Regions from separate parts of the Hordeum vulgare genome. Here region 1 is linked to region 2. The links are chromatin contacts, called in public Hi-C maps. All regions are on one chromosome and are shown on one strand. Each heading gives the region's core, a stretch centred on a gene start, on an enhancer-like site or on the middle of the called end of the contact. The rest is flanking DNA. Distances are from core to core; before and after follow the strand shown.

What was found. A called contact is a pair of places that touch in the nucleus more often than the background predicts.
Region 1: a contact with region 2 is called in a Hi-C map of leaf, with 2.9 times the contacts expected there. The contact joins two enhancer-like sites. A contact is called at or near these places in 2 of 6 Hi-C or Micro-C datasets (leaf and seedling).

Annotation. Positions count from the first base shown.
Region 1 is chr2H:146,699,461-146,703,936 of MorexV3_pseudomolecules_assembly, reverse strand. No RefSeq gene overlaps it. Among protein-coding and RNA genes, the nearest start is that of LOC123425597, 66 kb to the left of the region's middle. Within about 2 kb of position 2,771, at least 3 of the 3 cell types and tissues checked have open chromatin away from gene starts, as enhancers often do. A contact at or near this core is called in leaf, where this site is marked.
Region 2 is chr2H:146,174,502-146,178,511 of MorexV3_pseudomolecules_assembly, reverse strand. LOC123425593 (importin-5-like) reads right to left here. Exons shown (of 20, transcript XM_045109283.1): 20 at 3,499-3,976. The coding sequence ends at 3,812. Among protein-coding and RNA genes, the nearest start is that of LOC123425593, 12 kb to the right of the region's middle. Within about 2 kb of position 2,666, at least 2 of the 3 cell types and tissues checked have open chromatin away from gene starts, as enhancers often do. A contact at or near this core is called in leaf, where this site is marked.

The sequences.
Region 1 (4,476 bases), core at 1,522-4,021, 530 kb before region 2:
GAGACGAATCACAAGGTGGCAGGCTTTGCGGTCGCGTGGCAGGGTCGTTGTGCATGACGAATAGAGGTAGGCATGTCGGCAAGCTCGCCTGAGGTGAGCTACGATGACCTGACGATTGAGGACACCTTGGATGACGAGTCTGAGCCCCTACCTATGCATGTCCATGCCGGCTTGACCATGGAGCAGGTGCAATCCCACTTCGACGCCAACATGGCGAGAGGTCAGCTGGTGTCTGCATTTTAGCGGGCGTAGGAGGAAAAATGGTTCAACCTCTCCCTCGTCGTGCATCACTCACTAGTGGACGGCCAAATATATTGCGAGGTCGCAAGCGCGGAGGCCGTGAAGACCATGGCCACTGAGAACCTGAACCAACTGGCACTCTACGAGGCCACATGCAACACTCGTGCTGTGCCGTCAAACGCACATGCAACGGTCACACCGGAAAACGCGGGCAACTGTGCATCGCTGGCATCGGTAGTTGCACTATGCTGGAGCCGGTACGATGACTAGACTTTGAGCTCCGACGATCTCGTACACATACATCGTCGATCTCACCTCTACCGGTGACGACGAGGTCACGAGCTCCGACGAGGATTAGGGCATGAGAGAGCAGTGCAGTCCCGTGTGCCATGTGGGCGAGTCTGATGTCCTGCCCTTCCTCGTCGGTGGTCACACCTTCACTTTGTGGGGTTTACGACCGTCGGACATGGACATGGAGCTGAATAAAAATGACGTGGAGGACATGACTCAGTGTACTAGGTTAGTCCAGACGTTTTTTTAGTGAAATACGTAAAAGTATATAATGAATATAATCCAGTTTAAATAAAAATCATGTGGTTTGCATAAAAATCGTTCGGTTTGCTCAAATCTTGTTTGAAATGTATGCGAGCAGAGTTGGATAGTCGGCTCCTTTATCATTGTCCGACAAATACAATGTCCACTTTAGGGTCAGCATTGGAGATGTTCTTAGCTTTCACCAATGTGTTTACTCCACCTTTCAGAGGGATGACAATGGATACCCATTACCCACGTACCCTGCGGGTAAAAACCCTATTAGGGTAAGGGTATGGGATAAAAACTTACCCATGGGTACATGAATAGAAAAGATCTGAAACCCATCGGGTAGAGCGGGTACGGGTATGAGATCATATAACCCATACCCATATACCCATATAAAATCTATGTAAACTCAAAATTATCTCTACAATCTACAGTATGTCAATAATTTATGAATTGAAAGTGTATACTTATGTGTTGTTGTTTATGACTATATGATGTTGTTTTATAAGTATGTTTATAGTTATAATCTATCTTTGTAAAATATACGATAGAATGCATTTTATAACTTTAAGTTGTTTAAATTGATGTTTACAAATATGGGTAATTTTATCGGCGGATACTCGTTCACCCTATCGGTTAACGGATATGGGAAAAGAATTATACCCGTTGACGGATATGGATAAGGGTGATAGATAATATCAGACGGGGTGTGTGAGGGTATGGGAAGGCTCCCCCTACCCATACCCTACGGGTGCCATGCTTATTCGGAGCATCATTAATTTCACCGCGGGCTGTCTACCGGTTACATGTAAGCACCAAAATAAAGTCCTAACTGCATTCAAAATGACCTTATATTTCTAACAAGTCGACGAATTTGATTCCTAATTCTAAGGTAATATGCACCAGTGTTCTTCACGACACGATCGATAGGCACACGATCCCATCAAAACATGTGGCCGCCGTAGGAACCCCCGAACGAGATCATGGCCGGCGCATGCTCAAACCGCGGCACCGACATCCTCTGGTCTAGCCTCTCGTCCCGCCTTGCTGAAACCTTAGGCACCTGCATTGGAAAAAAGTTGAGCGGCATCATCAGAAATTTATTCTATGCCGTCACGTTAACCGTATGTGTGTGTGTGTATATATATATATATATTGATATGCGTCCTGAAATTTATGCTGAGTACAAAAATAGTACTACAATTGATATGCGTCCTGAAATTTATGCTAAGTACCTTGCTATCACCGGCCACCCCCCGAAAGTGGACCTTGTGCGGCGTCTGCTGGTGGCCGCCGAGAAGCAGGGCCAGGCCGGTGGCCGCCGCCGCCAGCCCCACGGAGCAGACCACGCCGACCGCGTGCTGCTGCCACCCGTGACCGCGGTCGCCTTCCCAGTCCTTGCACTCTGGCTTCTGGTCAGCAACCACCTCCCCGCCCTCGTCTGCATCCGACGCCTTCTCCAACAGGCCGTCGACCGCTTCCTCCTCGACGTCAACCGAACCCTCGCTCTCCGAGCCGGACGGCGCCGGCGGCTCCTTCGTGCCGCACTGCACTGCTGCGTGGGGCGTGGGCTCGGAGGCGAAGTGGTTCACGTCGATCGTCTTCTCGTCGTTGCTGGCGAGGAAGCGCGCGTCGTGGTCATCGTCGTCCTCGTCGAGTTGGTACGACCAGAGGTCCGCGGCGTGCGGGACGAGCACGAACTCGTCCATCTCCTGCATCTCCCGGACGGGCGAATCCATCTCGGCCGGCTGCATACGGAGACCACGGTCGACGGTCGACGAGGCGATGATCTCACGAGGGTTTTTCTTACGGCGCAAGCGGAGGTGTATATGTAGGTTGTGTGCGCCGTCGACGTGGGGAAAGCGTGGAGAAGGAGAAGAGATTCTACGGATGCGCTTCTCTTTGGAATAATTTAGGACACGTACGGGCTGGTCGGATCAGGACTCTGTTTGTTCGGTCGTGTTGGGCCCAAACGCGGGCAATACTATTCGGCGTCCAGGCACCGGATATAGGCTGACGTGCCAACCGGCGCACACACCTCATCCGCCATGGGACGGCCCATGTACATCATTTTCTCTTCTTATGTATAAAAGTTTAAAAACATTGGCCGGCCAAGCACCAAACTAGCGACCTCTAGGAATGACAGGCTTTCTCACAAAAAAAAAATTGACAGGCAACGCGGTAACTTACAGGATGCCTTACGACTTGCGACTAGTATACGTCACCTTGAATCTTTTCTTCAAACACGTGAATATTTCTTCTAATCCGTAGACTTCGTTTTTAAAACCATGACCATTTCCCAAATTTGATAAACTTTTTTTACAAAATCAATGAAGTTTTTGAAATTAGATCAACTTTTTTTGCTCTATAAATTCTTTTTCAAATTTATGAACTTTTTATTTGATGAACTCTTTTCAAATTTGTGGATTGTTTCCCAAATTTGATGAACGCTTTTCCCTTTTTTCACGAACATTTTTCAAAAATGATGAGTGTTGTTTAATAAATTGATGATTTCTTTTCAATTTTGTGAACTTCAATTAAAAAATGACGTTTTAAACTCATAATTTGTCTTCAAATAATTTAAAAAACTCAGTGGTATACTACATAGTACTGTGAAATAACTTGCGCAACCGTGTGTTCTTATCAGGTTGGCTCTATTATTTGTCAGAACAGTCGAGTAGGGATAGCTGAACTCATACTTGGTCGCAACAACGTGAGTTCGAATCCTATGGATAGCCTAATTTGTTTTTTGCTTTTCGCGCTTTTATAAATTGGTTGTGCTGTACGTTTCTAGGCTGGCCCAACTTGGCGCTATAGTTAGCGACATTCAGTTTCCTCGACGCTAAAGGTGCCTAGTAAGAGGTGCCCCCAAACACACGAAATCACTAGTTAGTGAATAGACCTTTTCAACGATTACTCCTACCTTGACAGGCTATGACAAGTGGCACGCATTTTGTTTTAGTTTTTCGCGCTTTTATAAGTTGGTTGTGCTGCACGTTCCTAGGTTGGCCCAACTCGGCGCTGTAGTGAGCGACATTCAGTTTCCTCAGCGCTAAAGCCGCACAGTAAGAGGTGCCCTCAAACACACGAAATCACTAATTAGTGAATACACGATTACTCCCACCTTTACGGGGTGCGACAAGTGGCACACATTTTGTTTTTGTTTTTCGTGCTTTTATAAGTTGGTTGTGCTGCATGTTACTAGGCTGGACCAACTCGGCGCTACAGTGAGCGACATTCAGTTTCCTCAGCGCTAAAGGTGCCTAGTAAGAGGTGCCTTCAAACACACGAAATCATTAGTTAGTGAATACACCTTCCAACGAGTACTCCCACCTTCACAGTGCCACTTGTCGTAACCTGGGAGTTTTCCTTTTTTTTGTAGATCCGTATTTTTAAAATGTTTTATCTCCTAAACCGTGCGTCCAAATCTCGAACCGTTTTCACCGTTGGCTTTCTCGCGTCGAGATCTTCAAAACTAGATTTCATGTTGATAGATTTTGATAAACATTTTTTTCATGAAAAAATCGAAAGAAAAAACCGTGTCTCACGCGATAAAAAAACAGAAAACACATTTTTTCCTTTTCGAGAGGCACGGGTCGTGCCTCTCGCGAAGGCAAAACCGTGTCTATCGTGGAAGCAAAATCGTGCCTCTCGCAGAAAATAAAATGAGCACAAAACGCGTTTTTTTTCCTTTTC
Region 2 (4,010 bases), core at 1,417-3,916:
GTGGAAGGGTAATCTGCAGAAAACAACACCACTCAAGTCGGGAGAAAACATCATAGAATCCCCCCTTCATATGCACACACTCCGGCGTAAGCAAATACTAGTGCCTCAGTGATGGATCTAAGTTTTCGGTGGAATTCTCATTTTTTTCAAATCTGCTTATTGTTGAATGGTGTATCATAGTGGACTAAAACTTGATACATGCAGTTAATTGAGAGGCATCCTTGTTGGTGAAGATTCCTTAAGAGTACATTGTTCCCTTGTGCTAGTTGGGTGTTTGCGAAATGGACTAGAAGTGTGTTCCATGTTCCTCGTCTAGGCCCAACCGTACCCCTCCTGAAAGACACACGATGAGGGGAGGGCCCCCAACATTCGTGCTAAAGTGTCATGTTTGCTACACACTATATGATATAATATGTGTATTTCCTAGCCACCTATCCTCCTATAATCGAATTTCAAAAGTTTCCTTTATATTAAATGATCTGAAGCATAAAATAAGTTCCACCCTTCTTCCGACCATCCCAAAAGTGAGAAACCCCTAGTTTCGACTGAACTAGACACATGGCTTTCAACCCATTGTATTTATGGTGTAACATGTGTTGCCATACCACATCATCCTTAAATTCATGAAGAGGAAATTACTGAGAAGAGTAACGTTCTTAACCTCTAGGTGTTGTACTTGAAGATCGTATTACGCTTTGGGGCGGCAAATAACCTCCTATTCTACAAGCCGGTATTTTTTTTCTACCACTCTGTCAAAAATAATATGGGCCTAAAGCAACCCTATTTATGCAGAACTCAATTTGGAATTTCAAAGAACGAGAGCATGTAAAGGACTAGTTATGGAGCACATAGTTGAAGAGGACAAGCCTTCCGAGAGGATGAGAGGACAAGGACTTTCCATTTCAACTGTTCGGGCCCTTTTACATATGCTTCTCCACATGATTCCAATAGACATTTTAGAGTCTACGATAATGTATCCAAATTCCAAAATACCAGGACGAGAACTTGCCTTGCACACAACCAAACAATGGGTATATGGGGTTGTCTCTTCTCGGACTTGTCCTAAATAGAACAATTCATTTTTTATAAAAACTAATCTTCAAACTAGAAAACTGCTCGAAAGCACACAACACAAGCTTAAGATTTTTTGCCTTTTTGAAGTAAATCGTGTCATCAACATATTTTGGGGATGGAAAGCCTACCATCCATGAGATGTGACACCACCCCACTATTGACATGCATCTTTTGCGCAACCGGTAAGGTTTGCCAGCCTATCATCCACAATATTGAAAAATATCAGGGTAGTGGATCTCCTTGTCGTAACCCCGAACAAGCACGAGCTGATCTTTGTCTCGAAATGGTTCCCATCATACCTGGCCAAACGGGCCGGTCCAACACGGCACGACACGCCCGGCTGTAAACGGTCCGGCACGGCACAGCCCGCCCAGGCACGAATATTAACCGGATATATATATATATGTGTGTGTGTGTGTGTGTGTGTGTGTGTGTGTGTGTGTGTGTGTGTGTGTGTGTGTGTGTGTGTGTGTGTAAATAAAAAATAAAAAATGTAAACGGGTCATGGCATGCCGGCCCGCGTGCCCAGCCTTCAGGCCCAGGCATGGCCCGAGGCGGGCTGCGTGCCTAGTACGGGCCCGTTTAAGTCGTGTCGTGTCCGGCCCATTACGTGTCGTGCCGGCGGGCTCACGGGCCGACCTGTTTAGCCCAGCCCGTTTGGCCAGCTACGGTTGCCATAGAGTATAACATATATTTATATCAAGCTGATATCAACTACAACCAGTCTGTGAAACAACACGATATGAAGGGCCGGTGGAGACATTAAAGACGCACACTGTTTGCCATTGCCTAGGGATATTTTCGTGTCGATAATAGTTTGACATCCATCTGCTAGTGGCTTCCTCTACACATGTTTGACATTTTTGAACTATTAATGCTGGCATTCGTTTGCCCTCCATTCTAGGACGTGGTGTAGTGAAGATCGCTTCAAGTACACCATTTGCTTGTTTCATTTGTTGGTCCTTCATATGCACAGTCAACTTGTCTCTGAATCAAGCAACACGATGACCCTCTCTTGTTGCCTTGTCTCACCCTCACTTCACCAAAATGTTGAGTTGGCCTAAGCGTAGTGTGTTACGCACTATTGTCAAGGTTTTACCTAATATTTCGCAGACTGGCACGTTTCATTTAACATCATCAGCAAGATAATTTAGAGCGATTATAAGGAAGATTATCCATGTGTGATACCACTGTTTACAACTCGAGAAGAACATAAACTTTTATCAGTCTTTCAGTTTACCCTACAAATATTAGATGGTTAAGGTTGAAGCAACTAGGCTTGCTGACAAGAGCTCTTATCTAGTCTCATCAGCAACAAAAGAGACGCCAGTGCTAGTCTAATGGGGCAGGTCCTTGTCATCCGCACCCAAAAATCAACATTGCGTCTCAGGCATGGAGCAAAACGATGGACCATTTCAATTTAAAAGTCGTGCTACGCTCATGCTATGAAAAAGGTGAATTTTGTCAAGTTGCGCAGCAGCCACGCTGCCTATATTCCAAGTCCTCTCGTTGATTGAGCGTATAAGACTGGTGCACCCATATTTTATGAGCCCAGAGAAGGCTCCAAGGAGGCCCATCCTAATGACGGGTTGTTTTATAGCGGCGGAGATGCTTTGTTTGTCGCTGTCAATGTGCGTCTCCTTGTCCAGCCCCGTAGATTATCCGCGCGGACGAGACAAAATACCACTTTTTGGGCAGCGCAAAAAGTCAGGAGGAGCATCTTCTCGCATCTTTTGGTGTAGATTCGATTCAGATTTGTCTTGTGCTGAAACTGAGAGGAGGCCACGAAGGACAGGAGTGGATGGAGCCATGGAGGGGGGAGTGGCGTGCTCGGGGGAGCTTATTATCTCAGACGAACCGTTCAAATGCAGTTCCTGATGTCAGGTCCTGATACAGGAAGATTATCTGAAAGGTGCCCTGGGTATTTCTTTTTGCCGATTCCTCTCTTCTCCGTTGGTGCATGCACCTGGATTCTGAATATCGCTTCAACCATTAGTTGTTTCCAAATGTTTAAGACCGTCTAGACACCAAACAAGGTTACTCGCACGACTGTATTTGGTTTGGTATTTTATTCATTTTGGTAATGGTTACCTGGATTTTTGGGAAGTTTGGCAGGCAGGAACACAATCCGGCATAACATAGAGGGGAGCTCAGTATACTGAATTATACAATCAAGCAGTGGAAATGCACACACCACTAGAGGTCAAAACAAACTAAAATACCCCTTTAAATAATACATGTGTTGTATCATCCAATACTGCGGTTTTCGAATCCAAACAGAGCCTTAGCTTAGCAAGTTAATGCAGCTAGTTAACTGTTTTCTTTATAGCTTGCGCAATATGAGAGTAATATTAAGAATCTTGACTAAAAGAAGAAAATATCTAAGCAACACAATCATCACTAATATAGAGCATACGAGGATCATCACACAAAAACATAACAATCTCATTACCAAAACTGATGCACCATTGTTCAACTCAACCGACAACAATTTTCGCCATTTCCCTTACATCTTTGACGCAGCAAGCCCCAAAATCATATTTGAATACAAGATAATATACACTCTACATCAAAAACCATATGGAATGGCGACCACCAATCCCTTGAAGCGACCAATGCATGCACAAATGAACTCCCCCAGAATAAGATTCAACACAAAAAATTGGTTGACAGTACCAATGACGAATTATGGAAAGAAAAGCAAGCCTCAACCTTGCAGCCACAAAACAGAAGAGAACTATGTGGATAGGATGGACTGTAGCATGAGCTGCTGCTGTGGTTGCAAGGTGGAAAATGTTGACGCAAGAAAATCAGGTGGCAGTGTCTGCTGAAACCGCTTCAGAACATTGATCATCCGGGTGGTAGTTTCATCTGTTGCAAGCTCCTTTCCATTGCACAGAACCTACATAAAACAAAATGAAGTAACCAATCATTTA